Linked DNA regions of Anas platyrhynchos: region 1 is linked to region 2. Evidence: chromatin contacts called from public Hi-C data. All regions are on one chromosome and are shown on one strand. Each heading gives the region's core, a stretch centred on a gene start, on an enhancer-like site or on the middle of the called end of the contact. The rest is flanking DNA. Distances are from core to core; before and after follow the strand shown. Region 1 holds the start of IFRD1 (interferon related developmental regulator 1). Region 2 holds the start of TMEM168 (transmembrane protein 168).

Region 1 (5,799 bases), core at 1,977-4,476, 130 kb after region 2:
CAATAGCACAACAGGCTAGAAATAAAGTTAATCTACTTGAAGCTCTTAGGAAAGTCTGAGTCTCACTTATCTAAGCACTTGGTAGGCTTTTCAGATCCAAAAGAAAAGCAAGTCCTCTCCAATGTGAAATAAACAGTTTCAGAAAGCAAAGAACTTCCCCTATTTTATCAGGAAGCCACCAAACGTATAAATTAATTTCTTCAATTTTTCAAAGCATACTGTACCTCTTGTCCAATGTAAGATCAATAAATCCCTTCAATTTGTATTCTAAGTCTTCTTGAGTGGCTTCTTCATCAACTTCAGGCCCTAGTCCATAAGAAATAATTGATTTAGACACATATTTTTAGTGTACACATTAGTATCTAACACTGAACATTTTTAGTACCAATAAGTCATTCAGCATAGACAACAGCAACAGAATTGTTCAGTATTACAACTACATTGAACTGCCTCTTATGAAAGCTGACCAGTTGATACACCCGTGCTGTTTCTGTACCTACTCATTACATGTTCTAAGAATGAATGCAGGGCTTAATTGGCTCTTACATAAGCTCTGCACAACTGACAGACCAGCACCCTTCCGGCCAACAGTACATTTTCATCCTGTCCACCGTTTCTACCTCTGGCACACAGGGGGATATTCCACACAGTGTCTTGGGTACAGGTACTGCACGTATTCACAGGGGAGGCTCCCAGGCTCATCCCCCTGAAGCAGGAGCAGGCCTTCAGGTCCTCTCCTCCCAACAAGAGGTCATTAACAACAGCCCAGGTTGTGGAGAAGACAAGCTGCTGCCTACACAGACACTGTGGTCTTCCACAGTACAAACCTCACCCCAAACCACTAAGTGCAAGTCACTCCATCTCGAACTCTCCCACCTCCCCTGTAACACTATTTTTTTGCAGTGTACCTTGATTTTTTGTCTCTAAAGATTGTAATTCCCGCAGAAAGTAGCCTAATAATAAAGGAGGAAGATAAAAATTGAAGAATTTACCATCCTCAGTGAAGCTAGCAGGATCACTGAAGCCACTGCAGTGGCTCATAGTTTCAATTGAAGCATCTTCATCACTAAAAGGCTGCACATTTCTGGGCTGACCACCTTAAAGAAAGATGAACACAACTGGTCAGTAACTTGAACACAGAAGAAAGATCTGGATACCAAAAGTAGAATTTAATCCTCTCAACACACCCACTCGCTCTGATCCAGACCCAAAGCACGTGTCCTGCCCTCTACCTCCTCCTTTATTCCCACCTGTCCAGAAGACTTGTTGGGCTCAGCTCTGGAAAATCACATGTGAACAGTAGGGAAGAACCCACCTAGTTTTCCAAGTATTGGTAGCATTCCTAACTCTAGGTTTAGGATTATTCTGTAACCAAAGTCACGTTACTGCACTCTCCTGTGACTGTGCCCTAAAAATAGCTTTATATTAACTGTTAGGAACAGCTACCTGAAAACTTGCCACAGTCTTTACATTTCAAATTTGCCAGACTTCAAGCTGGTCTAGGTTAGAAGTGTAGGCAAACATACATTACCCAGTTCAACGTGGGATTTACTGGATTAAGTGCAGTATGTGCACTATCAGCAACATGCAGGCCTACGCTCTGATCAACTGCTCCAGCTGTTAAGATTTATGTTCCAAGCAAGCTGAAAGAGTTGTAGTCTTAGCTCATTTTTAGTAGAAGCTAAAACATCAAAGTTGCAATAAGATATTTTTCCCCCCTTTAAGAAGGCCTCTTTTTAGTAACTTCAGTCTTTTTTAAGAAAGCATCATTATTGCCTTTTGTACTCATCTCTAGAGCTTCTCATGTCTGTATCTTATTTTTAGAGCAGTAATAATTGGGCAAGTTTGAGCTGGTAATACTGTATGCTCTATTAGTGCCTTATTCTACTGTATTGCCTTATTCTTTATAATATGGCCTACTATTGCCTTATTCTAGCTGTATCTACTGAAGTTGAATATGAAAAAATAACAATTTTACCGTTGTTTGTCCAACAGCCTTTCCAGATGCCTTCCATTGAACTCTGAATTTTACTCTTCCACTTTATTTGGAGGCAATTGTACCAGAAAAATTACATCAGAGGCCAGCACACAATGCTTGCCTGTCTCAGGCAGACTTCCTGACGACCAAGACTCCAGCAAAGCTTTTTTATTTAGGCAGAACCAAGCCTGAGCTGATCAACGTGTGAGCGTTTTCCAGTAAGGCTGGATTCTCACTCTGGATGCTTACGAGGCCCTAAACGTCTGGCTGTCACACTGCCCACACTCGGGGTGTTTCCTATGGTTACAGGGGGCAAACACGAGTGTGCTTGCAGGGGTGGAGAACACGCAAAGCTCAGAGCTCTGGCACAGCCACCTTCACACTCCTAGTGGTGTCAGACCCAGAGGGCAGCACGGCAATAGCCAGCACAGATGGGTGTAAAAGCGGCCGCAGGAGGATGCTGGAAGCTGCCCGCGCGGTTTGGGTCAGGGCCGTGACAGCCGTGACAAAGCCTCCCCGCCCTGCAGCCACCGCGACCCCTTCTCCTTCCCACACCCCCGCCTCCACACAAACCGAGCACTCCCCACAGCCCCCTTTTAGCCCCAAACCCCTGGTATTTCCCCCCAAACTGCGGCCAGCCCTCCCCCCCTGCCCCCCCCCTCCCCCCGCGGGCCGGGCCCCGCCGCCGCCTCCAGGCCCGTTTCCCCCCCCCTCCCCGCACCCCCCCGGGCGCATGCGCAGTGCCCGCGACCCGGCGGCCCCGGAGCCGGCTCCTGTCAGCGCCGGCCCCGCCCCGGCGCGCGGAGCCCGGGCCCGGCGGGCGCCTCACGGAGGCCCCGCGGCTCCCGGCCCGGCTCCCGCTCCCCGCTCCCGGCCCGCCCCGGCCCCACCGTCTCACCGGCGCCGCGCTGGTGGGCGCCTCCCCGCTTCTTGGCCTTGGGCATGGCCGCGGCGGCGCTGGTCCCGGCGGGCTCCCCGCGCGCTGCCCTTCCCTCCGGCCGGCTGCCGGCGTCCGCGCTCCCCCCCTGGCCGGGCAGGGCCGAGGATCAGCCGATGGAGGAGCAGGCGGGCTTTTTACTCCAACGTCTCTGCGAGGCGGCCTTCCCGGGCCGGGGCAGCGGAGGGGATTGGCGGCGGCAGGCGGAGGACGGACGGGCGGCGAAGGCAGAAATCCCCGTGGAGGCCCGCGAGCGGAGTCGATGCATCTTTCTCCTCTCAGGCACCCGGGGCGAAAGGCGCCGAGGGGGCGCCCGGCGCCGCTTTTATAGCCTAGGGGGCGGGGCCTAGCGCCGCGCCGCCGCCTCGACCAATCAGCGGGCGGCGCCCGGCTCGGCCGCGCGAAACCCGTGACGCGGCCGCGCGGAAGGGGCCCGCGACGTCAGCGGCGCCGTGACGCGGGGCATGCTGGGGGCGGCGGGCTCGGCTGACGGGAATGGGGGGGGGGAGGGGGTTGCCCGGGCTCTGCGCGCGTGGCGGGCGCGAATTTAATAAAAAACGGGTTTTTATCCTTATTTTTTTTTGTCAGAAGGGACACGCTGTGAAAATAGGGAATAAAACACGCTTCTGGTGGCAGTAGGAAGGAATTAATCGTGTTTTTTCACGCTAACCGCCCAGAAATCCTTATTGCCGTCTGTATCTATACGGAAAGCCCACGTGGTGTAAAACTTAAAATGTGAATCGTACCCCAAAATGTTACTTTTTGTCTTCTGCTGAGCCCAGTAACAACACTCCCATCCACCAACAAGAGGTTAAACGATAACATTTCCCAAACACGAACGTTTGAGGCGCGCACCGTGCTGAGGGGCAGAGGGTGATTTCCCAGAGCGCGCCAAAAAGTTGCCTCAGGTGTGGCGGTGGCAGCATTACCTCAGTCCCCTCACACAAAGCACGTTCACACGGCAGCTTCTAGAAAAATAAGCTTTCATAACAATTCTGTGTAAACACTACGTGGAAAATAAAGGAATTATTTTAAATAAAGGGGCTTAGCGAGCTGTTTGTGTGTGCTGAGTGAGCAAAGGGTAATAGCTTCAGCGTCTGCTTCTGGAAAATGGTTACTGGTTATCAGCTTGATATTTGGGGTGCTGGTAGGGCCTGCTGCAGTGCCGTGGGAGTCTCCTAGTGAACAACTCCCTGTGGGGCATGCGAGAGACGAGTTGCTGAAATAGGCCCACTCACTTCATTTCTTTTAAAATCCTGTTAAAAAAATAGGATGAAAGTCGGTAAGCACTGCCTGCGTGCAGGGCAGCACAAGAGTGTCTCAGAGGCACCAATTTTTCTCCTTCAAGACAGTTCCTGTGAAATGTTAGGGAAAAAGACAGCCTTCCAGGTAAGTAGGTGGAGGAGTTTTAATTAAATCCAGGAGGTGTAACTGCACCCCTGGGTACGCAAGACTCAGTATTAGAACAGGGGAGCTGAATAAGCAACAGCTAATAGCAGCCGAGCAAACTTGTGTGGTCGGTGTGCTTTAAATGCAAGGTGCCAATACCGTTTTATTAAGGTCAGCCGTGTCCTAACACCTTCCTGTATGTCTGCTCTCTTAATGCATAAGTTACTTTCGCAGGTACAGGCTGACCAGTTGGCCCGGACTGAAGTGAAGTTGTCGCCTTCGTGCTGGTGCCCTCGTCTCAAAACAATGCTGTCTTAAGCTGCCAGCAAGGATTAGGTTGAACCTTGTACTTCTTGGAGGTGTGACAGCCGGAACAACAAGTGTGGTCTAACCAGGGCAGGTGGAGGCAAAACCCCTGGGGGGGGGGAGGAGAAAAAGTTGTGGCTCAAGTGGGAAAAGCAGCTGCTGATGTTCAAGAGGGTATTACTAGACTCAGACAATGGAAATAAATTACAAAATGTGACACAAACAAGGAACCCATGACTACTTTGTGACCACTTTGCATCGGACTTTTACTTGTGGCTTATATTCTGCTATACACCTTGCCAGGTTACCAAGATTCCCTGGATATCTGACCAGCAGCTTGGTGAGAGCTCACAAAAGGGGTTGCATATCACTGCTTAGTTTTGCACAGCTTGTCTGTGGCAGAACAGGCTCTTTGTCTTGCTTGCTGACTTCTTGCCCACTATCCTGATTTATCATACTGGCAGGGACACATGGCGCCACTAGGTTGGCTCAAGACAGCTTTCTGACAAAAATCTCTGGCTAAAAGGAGAGCCACGTGGTGTCAGAAATCTGTGTACCTATTGTCTGGCTCGCGCTGGAGCGACTGGTATCATGGGTGTCCCAGTAACACTGGCACCAGTGGTACCAGCACAGGTGAGAGTTCGCATCCCCTGGACAAAAGCATTTCACGAAGCAGCAGGGGCAGGCAGGTCTGTAAGGCAAAACAAGCTGAGAACTGAAGATGACACCGAGGCAGGCATGAGAGTGGCCCCACTGCCGTGCAGGTGCAGCCCCACAGCACGCAAAGAAGAGCAAAGCAGGTCAGGTGGTGGTGAGCAGGTTCAGCTAGGAGTACGGGCTGCCAGAAGATCCAAGTGACCACAGAGAGAGACAAGCAAGGTGCGAGGTCAAGCCAGAAAGTGAAGCCAGCAAGTCAGGGTCTGAGTCAGGTTCAGTGACAATAACCAGGAGCAGCCACTGGTGTGGTCAGCATCAGATAAGCCTGCAGCGAAGAGGAGGATCTGAGATCAGCTCTGCTGGGCCAGGGTCTGGGCCAGCAGGTACATGGCCAGCCACAGGCATGTCTGTAACACAGCTCAGGCAAGGACCAGGGCTTCTGAGTGAAAGCAAGCAGGCCGTGCTTCCTATAGCTCTTCCTCACACAGCAGTCTGACCCGAGGCCATGCAGCAGCACCATGGCAGAGCTGGC
Region 2 (6,742 bases), core at 1,105-3,604:
TTTCACTAAAACATTCATCAGTCAAAACCTCTCTTCTTTCACTGACTCCAGCAATGCTAGTGTTAAACTATTGGTGCTATAAATTCATCTGTTTTTTAGAAATCTAATCTGCACATGCTTTGAAGTCTGCCTAGCATTTTAATTTATATTCCTCTAAAAAAAAAAAAGTTGTGTACCAGCTGACAGAAATGTTGGCATTGGCCAATGTAAATCGGTTTGTGATTCATACAAATGAGCCAAGATTTATCTTTAAAGAGTTTAAAACATAATTATTTAAATTCTAGGCCTTCTTGGCAGCTTGTTGACACCATTGTATTTGTGGTTTAGGGACCTGAGATTTGTAACAGCTTGGTTTTCTTGCTGCTTATTCTAAATACCTGAAGTGTTTTTTTGTTTTGTTTTTGTTTTTTACAAGGGACAGTGAATTGTGGAGAATGAAAGTCAGTTTTGCATAAATACTTACACCTCCCTGAACAATACTAGTGATAGTGGGAGTTGTTGGATATTTCGCTTTGGTGCAAGAGGAATGTTTCTAGGTTATGAAATGTTTGAAAATTTTGACTGGGCAAGAGATGACACAAATCTCTCGTTCTTAAGGTGCTGGAGAAGAAAAAAAAAATGTATTTGCATTTTTGTTGTCTTCATGTCACTACTTTTTGTGAACAAAGCACATTTATTAAAAAAAAAAAAAAAAAGACCTGTTTCTTTGATATGTGGGTGTTCTGTTTTTTTTTTTTTTTCTCTTGCAGTTGGTTTACACTGAAGCCCAATAAAACCAATGCATAGTTCTTATTTTCAAGAAAACACTTGGGTTTGTCTGGGTTTGTTTTATAAACTGGAATCTAGTAAAGAAGTTAAGTTGAAACTCATGTACTAAATTTCTACATCTTAGTTGTGACATGAGCTTTATGGACATCTTTCAGGAGTTCCTCTAGTTGATTTTGTATCATATTTATTTTCTGCCTACTTATAGTGTGACCACTTAGTAATAGAGTTCCTCTTTCCATTATAGAGGTTCTTAATTTCCCCTCTGTCCTTCTGAAATATCTTTGCAGCAGCTGCGGTAAGTTTGCCCTTTGAAGTCATCCCTGTATTCCTCCACATGATGGTTTTGAGTTGTGCAGGTGCTGTGAAAGGATGGCAGTGGGAAAAGCAATCCAAAGAACTGAAAATGCAAGGCTCGTAATCAGGGCAAAATTGTAAGAAAATTAAATTTCAGCAGAACTTAAGTGTGCCCCTAGCACTGTGGAGCTTAGCTGATGTATTCTGGATCCCTTGCTTAACAGTGAAGATTAAAAAGCATCGTTTCACAGAATTTTCCTAACCTTTTCTGCTTCAGGGAGACTTGCTGACTTGCCTTTGGAAGTGATTATTAAAAGTACTTTTAATCATACCTCCATTAATGCACAGTGCATCTTTGATTCCTTGCAAAGTTGGGTTGTTCAGGTTCCTGCTCCTTTATTCTCACTTTAAATTCATTGTTTTATACCTGTGGAACAGCAGGAAGACTTTTAGAAGGGTTGCATTTAGCAAACTTGCATTGAAACTTAGTTGCTTTTTCTTACGTTTCAAATAAAGTGTCATCTAGGAAGCTCAACCAGTAGTTGCTTGAAGTGTATCCCTAAGTTAAAGAAACACAGTGTTAAGTAGGAGTTTTTCATGATGCTATCACAGCATCTGTAGCAGGTGCTTCTAAAGGAAACAGATTAAAATAATAATTTTTAAGAGTATTGGGTAGTTTTATTTAAATTTTGAAGAGGGTTTAGGAGGGGTTCCTGTGACTCAGCTGCCCAGCAGCTTCGGGAAGAAGAGAAAGCGTGACCAAGTTCCAGCTCTTGGCGTGGCCAGCGGCTGCCAGGCAGCACTGCCTGCGGGAAGCAGGGGGTTACCCGCCATGGAGGGGTGCCAGGAAGGAGGGCCAGGAGCCTGCAGCCTGTCTCCGCTTCCAGCTCCGCTCCCGCTGCTGTGCCTGTGTGGGCAGTGGGGGCAGTGGCACCGTTAGGGTCTACGGGCTTCTCCTCGCACCCACCTGGCTGCGCTTGCCAAGGCGGGCTGTGCATGAAACACGGCTGGCATTTTGTGTAAAACAAGCCTTTTAGCTTGGGAGGAACGAGTCCGTCCAGGATCTGCGTTCCCTCTTGCGTGCCCCGAGCAGGCTGGGCGTGTGTCCGGCTGCCTCCCCCCCCCCCGCCTTCCATTTTGTGCCTGTGTGCCGGGCAGGGCGCGTTTCCCCCTCCTATCGCCCCGCTGCTCGACTCTCCCTGCGTGAGGCTGCGGGGGGGGGCTCAGCACCCCCATCCCCACCTCCTCTAACCGCGGGGGAGCGGCGGGGGTGCCCGCTCCCCCCCCAGCACCTCGCCCCAGCCTCCCGGGATCCCCCCGCAGCCCTCTCAGGGGCCGGGCCCGGGGCTCGGGCAGCGCCCGGGCGGCGCCGTTTGAGCCTCCGCGCTGCCCGTAGCGGGGCCGCCGCAGCCCTAAGATGGCGGCGGCGCTGCGCGGGGGGGCGGGGAGTGGCCGGGACGCCCGCGGAGGTGAGGCCGGGCCGGCGGGGGCAGGGGGCGCACGGCGGGGCTGGGGCACAGCGGGGGGCTCGGCACCGGCTCGGCGGGGAGCCCCAGGGGGGGCTGGGCTCTGGGAAGGGGGATTTGGGGAGCTGGGGGTCGGGGCGGGTGGTGGTGCCCCGCCGGGACCCCCCGGGCGCGTTGCCCTGGCCGAGGCGGGTGCCCGCGGCGGCCTGAGGCACTCAGGTGATGCTCTGCATAAATACTGCTTTTTTGGTTTATAAAGTCTCCCGGAGTTGCTTTTGTTGTAAACTTGGGCGAAAGTGGGTGAATAAAAGAGGAGGCCAGCTCCAGCCAAGAGACTGTCACTGTCCAGTTTCCAGAGGTCTCACCCCAACTCGAAGCCAGCTGCTGGTACACTACCAAAGCTGCTTTCCTGGGCTTTCCTTGTGATTCCTGCAAATCACGTTAAAAACTGCTTTGGGAACGCTGTTCCTGAGTATCTATAGAGAGGCTCTTGGATAGTTGAGCTTAAGTTTAGATCTGGGTTTAGGTTCAGTTTAAAACCGCAGGCTTGCACAAATTGATGAGCGTTCAAAAAGAAAGGCGCGCATTCTGTTTGCTTTGTGTCTAAGTTCGATTTGCTCAAACATTTAACGCGGATGATGCAACCTGAAACATTAAGGCCCTTACTTTGAAGAAAAAATAAATAAATAAGTAAACTTTGAACTGTCTTTGTTCAAAATATAAGCACAAACAAGTGACAAAAGTAGCGAAGAGTTGCATTGTAAAGAATAAATCGGCTCCAGGAGTTTCCCATTGGAGTTGCTGTGTTACTGCAGGTTGGTGATATCCGCGAGATGCGATATGTAAACCACAAAAACGCTACTTTTTCTTCTTCTGACCAAAAAGTTGACCACATGATTTGGTTCAGAGGACATTCACGGTCAGTAGCAGGGTTTACTAGCCCATCTTTTTGCAGATTCAGCGGAAAGCCAGGAAGAGGAGGTCAAATTTAAGGTCCGAGCTGTCACTTTGCAGATAACTCAGCGCTTGCTGAGCCTTTCTGCTCCAAACACGCGTGTGTTTCCTGCCCTGGCACCCTGTGCAGGCACATCGATGGCAGCACCAGCAGCGTCTGTGCCACATTTCTCATGACCTGCTGCCAGCAACGCGCTGAACTGGGCAGAGGGTTTCTGCCCCTCAGAGTGGCTGCTTGCCTGCTGGGGGGTGGTGGTGTTGCTTCTGCACTGATCCTACCCAAAAAGGATTTAGTGACAGCGGCAGAATTTTAAGCTGGATATTCGTCGGGAGCTTACGCCTTTTGTACGTGGGCTGGTCTGGTGGGTTGTGTGAGGCTGTTGTCTGCACGCACACTTACAGCAGCAGCAGTCCCTCGTCTCGGAGGGATTCCAGAAAGGTTCAGTGAGCGAGGTAATGGGACAACATAGCAGCAGTCAAGTATCAGTACTGAGAGAGGGAAGAAAACATGAAATCACACCTCCATACTCACAGTTTCAATGTGAGCTAACTGGTGACTTTGGTGTGGGGGGAGAAGACACGCAGGAGTTTAAATAAATGGCTCCGGTTGTCTGTAACGTGAGTGTTGTTTGTATTACAGGAATACAAGAGCGAAACCAGTGCTGTAATAACCTGATATAGTGCCACCAGCAATATGATAGCAAACTGAGCTGTGCTGTCTGTATGAAGTAGGAAATAAAGGAAAGGTTGAAAGTATTCCACTAGGTGAGGGGAGAAATATTACAAGATCTTAAGTGTCTAGGCAGTTCAGAATTAAATTGATATGTATCAAACATTAATAGTAATGAGAGCTAAGAAAAAGCATTGCTGAAGTTCAAAGAACTTGAACTTGTAATGGCACTGTGTAATAACCATCCCTTTTGAGTAGTTCGTATGTATGCTGTTTTAATTAAACAGACTTTTAAAGTACAGTTCTTTCCAAATAATATTTGTAATGTATCTTAGGTATTTAAGATAATTACTTAATATTGATAATATATATTTTCAAATTTTAAAACTAGGATTCCCTAGGCCTGGTTTGTCACTGCACCAGTTACGTAAGCTGGTTTGATACGGCGTGTCAGTCTTCAGAGAAGCCAAAGCAGATAGGCAAATCAGTCCCACACTTTTGTTGTTCACTGACTTAAAAAAAATAATAAATATAAAAATGAAGAGAGAGAACGAAGTCTTAGGAGTTTCAGTCAAAGTGTCCTTTAATACTTCCCTCAGCATTATAAATGAAAGCAGTAAGCTATAACACTAGCTCTAAGTGTTCTCGAGGCATTATCTGCTCTCTCGTACCATTAACTCTTCAGAAGTCTTTGAAAGATGGGCAATTAGGTAATTACTTCAGAAATGATAGAGGCTACAAATGAGTCTTCTTACTTGCTGGAGATTGCCAGTAACTTATCTAATTGTACTCTGAGATAAACATTTTGTTAATACATTGTGAAACAAACGTTATATGTAAATATAATTATTACACAGGATTTCAGTAAGTTTTAGCTAAGGGAATTTGTTCTGGAGCCCTTTCGAATTTGTGATGCTTCTTAGGAAAATTAGCAAGGGAAAATATTGATACTGATTGTATTGTTTCTTTATTTTCTTCTGATCCACCTGCTGGTTTCTGTCTTACTTTCTCTGGAGGTGTAGGCTCTGTTTTATTTATTCAGTCACTCCTGGTTTAGACTTTCTAGGTGCAAAATGCTCAAAAAGCAGAAGTACGTGTGTTTTCCTTTACCTGTAAGCTCTCAGAAAGCTTGTTCTTGGAGTAACTCTTACCAGTTTGTTGCTTCTAACACATTCTGCATACAGAGCAGTTATGGCTTTGAAGCACAAACCTTTTTTGCCTTTAACAAGAGAACTTTGAACTTTGCCTCTGACAACATTGTGTGAAGTAGAAAACTATCATTAAATACAGTGAAATACAGATTTTGGTGGAAATAGAATTTCCTCAAGAACTTTTGTTTCTAATTATGGAAATGAATGCTATTCTTTATGTGTAAACTCAATAAAATTAAACACCAGTAGAATTAGAATAATCTTTGTGTTTCAAGATCCAGTTCAGACCAGGAAGAAACATTTTCTGTAAATTATTGATGATCTCAAGGGATATATCCATAGCCACGTTTTCTTGCAACCCCTCCCCCCCCCCAAAAAAAAATAAATATTATGTGTTCCTATACTATATTGAAAAGAAAACCGGTGGTTAAATGGGTCTGGGTAGGAGCACATACATTCTAAATATAATATTTATCTTGTTCATTTTATTTGTGTGTCTTTTTGGTAGGGAAAAAGTGTCTCGCAAGGGTGCAAATAAAGGCTTTGAGTTGACGTTAAAAAAAAAAAGGCTGGATTTTATCTCTGAATATGTTGAATGCCACACAAGTTGATAAACTGTGTATCCATTCGCCTTCCCAGAAGTGGAGATAATGATAATTGCTTTTTTTGTGATCTATTGTGTTTTGAAGCTCATTAACTGATTGTGAAGTTCTTTTTGTAAACCCTTGTAGCTATTCAACTACTAAAAAGAAGTCTTGCAAAACATACCAAAAATGTTCAGTGTAAAGTGAGAACTTGTAAAATGTGGTGCTGAAATAAAACAATGCTTTAAAACAATGGAGAAATGTTTTAGAAGGTAATGGGTATCATAAGACTATTTTGGATACCTGTAGATATCCGATATAGATACTCAATGGGTGTTACTGAAAAGCTGAATGGGCAAGGTTTGGTTTAAATTTTTCATATGTTCAAATTATGAAATTATAATATGATTTTCACATAAATTTATTTTAATAATGACCCCAATTTGACTGACTCTTGAGAATAGACTTCCCTGATATTCATTATGTGTTTTTTAATTTAGATGTTAAGTGAATGTGTCATGTTTATGCTGTGTATGATTAAATTGAATTAATTGCCACTAATGCTTCTTTTAATTCTTCTTCCAGGACTTCAGTGATTCTGGACCACTGTTACTGCAATGATATTACAGAAGACAGCTGTTACATTGCATTTGTTGGATGAAACCCAAATATTTTCTTTCGGTCAAGTGGGTAAAACCCCCTAACTGCAGTTTACATGTGTAGGTCACTGCGTTACTGTGTTAGTCATTGTCTCTACGCAGCAATGACAAGGCTAGAAGAAGCAAACAGAGAAGTGAACATGCATTCATCGGTCAGATATCTGGGCTATCTTGCCAGAATCAACTTATTGGTTGC

Evidence for each region. Hi-C and Micro-C count contacts between places; a contact is called where the count stands out from the background.
Region 1: a Hi-C map of liver shows a contact between it and region 2, with 5 times the contacts expected there. The contact joins the promoter of IFRD1 here to the promoter of TMEM168 in region 2. A contact is called at or near these places in 3 of 8 Hi-C or Micro-C datasets (liver, skeletal muscle and subcutaneous adipose tissue).

The regions. Positions count from the first base shown.
Region 1 is chr1:28,594,755-28,600,553 of IASCAAS_PekinDuck_T2T, forward strand. It overlaps IFRD1 (interferon related developmental regulator 1), which reads right to left and starts at 3,227. Exons shown (of 12, transcript XM_027457370.3): 1 at 2,877-3,227; 2 at 993-1,097; 3 at 225-306. The coding sequence starts at 2,922. LOC106014344 (a long non-coding RNA gene) reads right to left here. Exons shown (of 3, transcript XR_011807019.1): 3 at 3,722-5,799.
Region 2 is chr1:28,463,437-28,470,178 of IASCAAS_PekinDuck_T2T, forward strand. It overlaps TMEM168 (transmembrane protein 168), which reads left to right and starts at 2,355. Exons shown (of 5, transcript XM_027457397.3): 1 at 2,355-2,531; 2 at 6,473-6,742. The coding sequence starts at 6,603. LOC140001608 (a long non-coding RNA gene) reads right to left here and starts at 2,186. Exons shown (of 4, transcript XR_011807013.1): 1 at 2,030-2,186; 2 at 1,566-1,621; 3 at 1,395-1,489. SAMTOR (S-adenosylmethionine sensor upstream of mTORC1) reads left to right here. Exons shown (of 5, transcript XM_027457409.3): 5 at 1-710.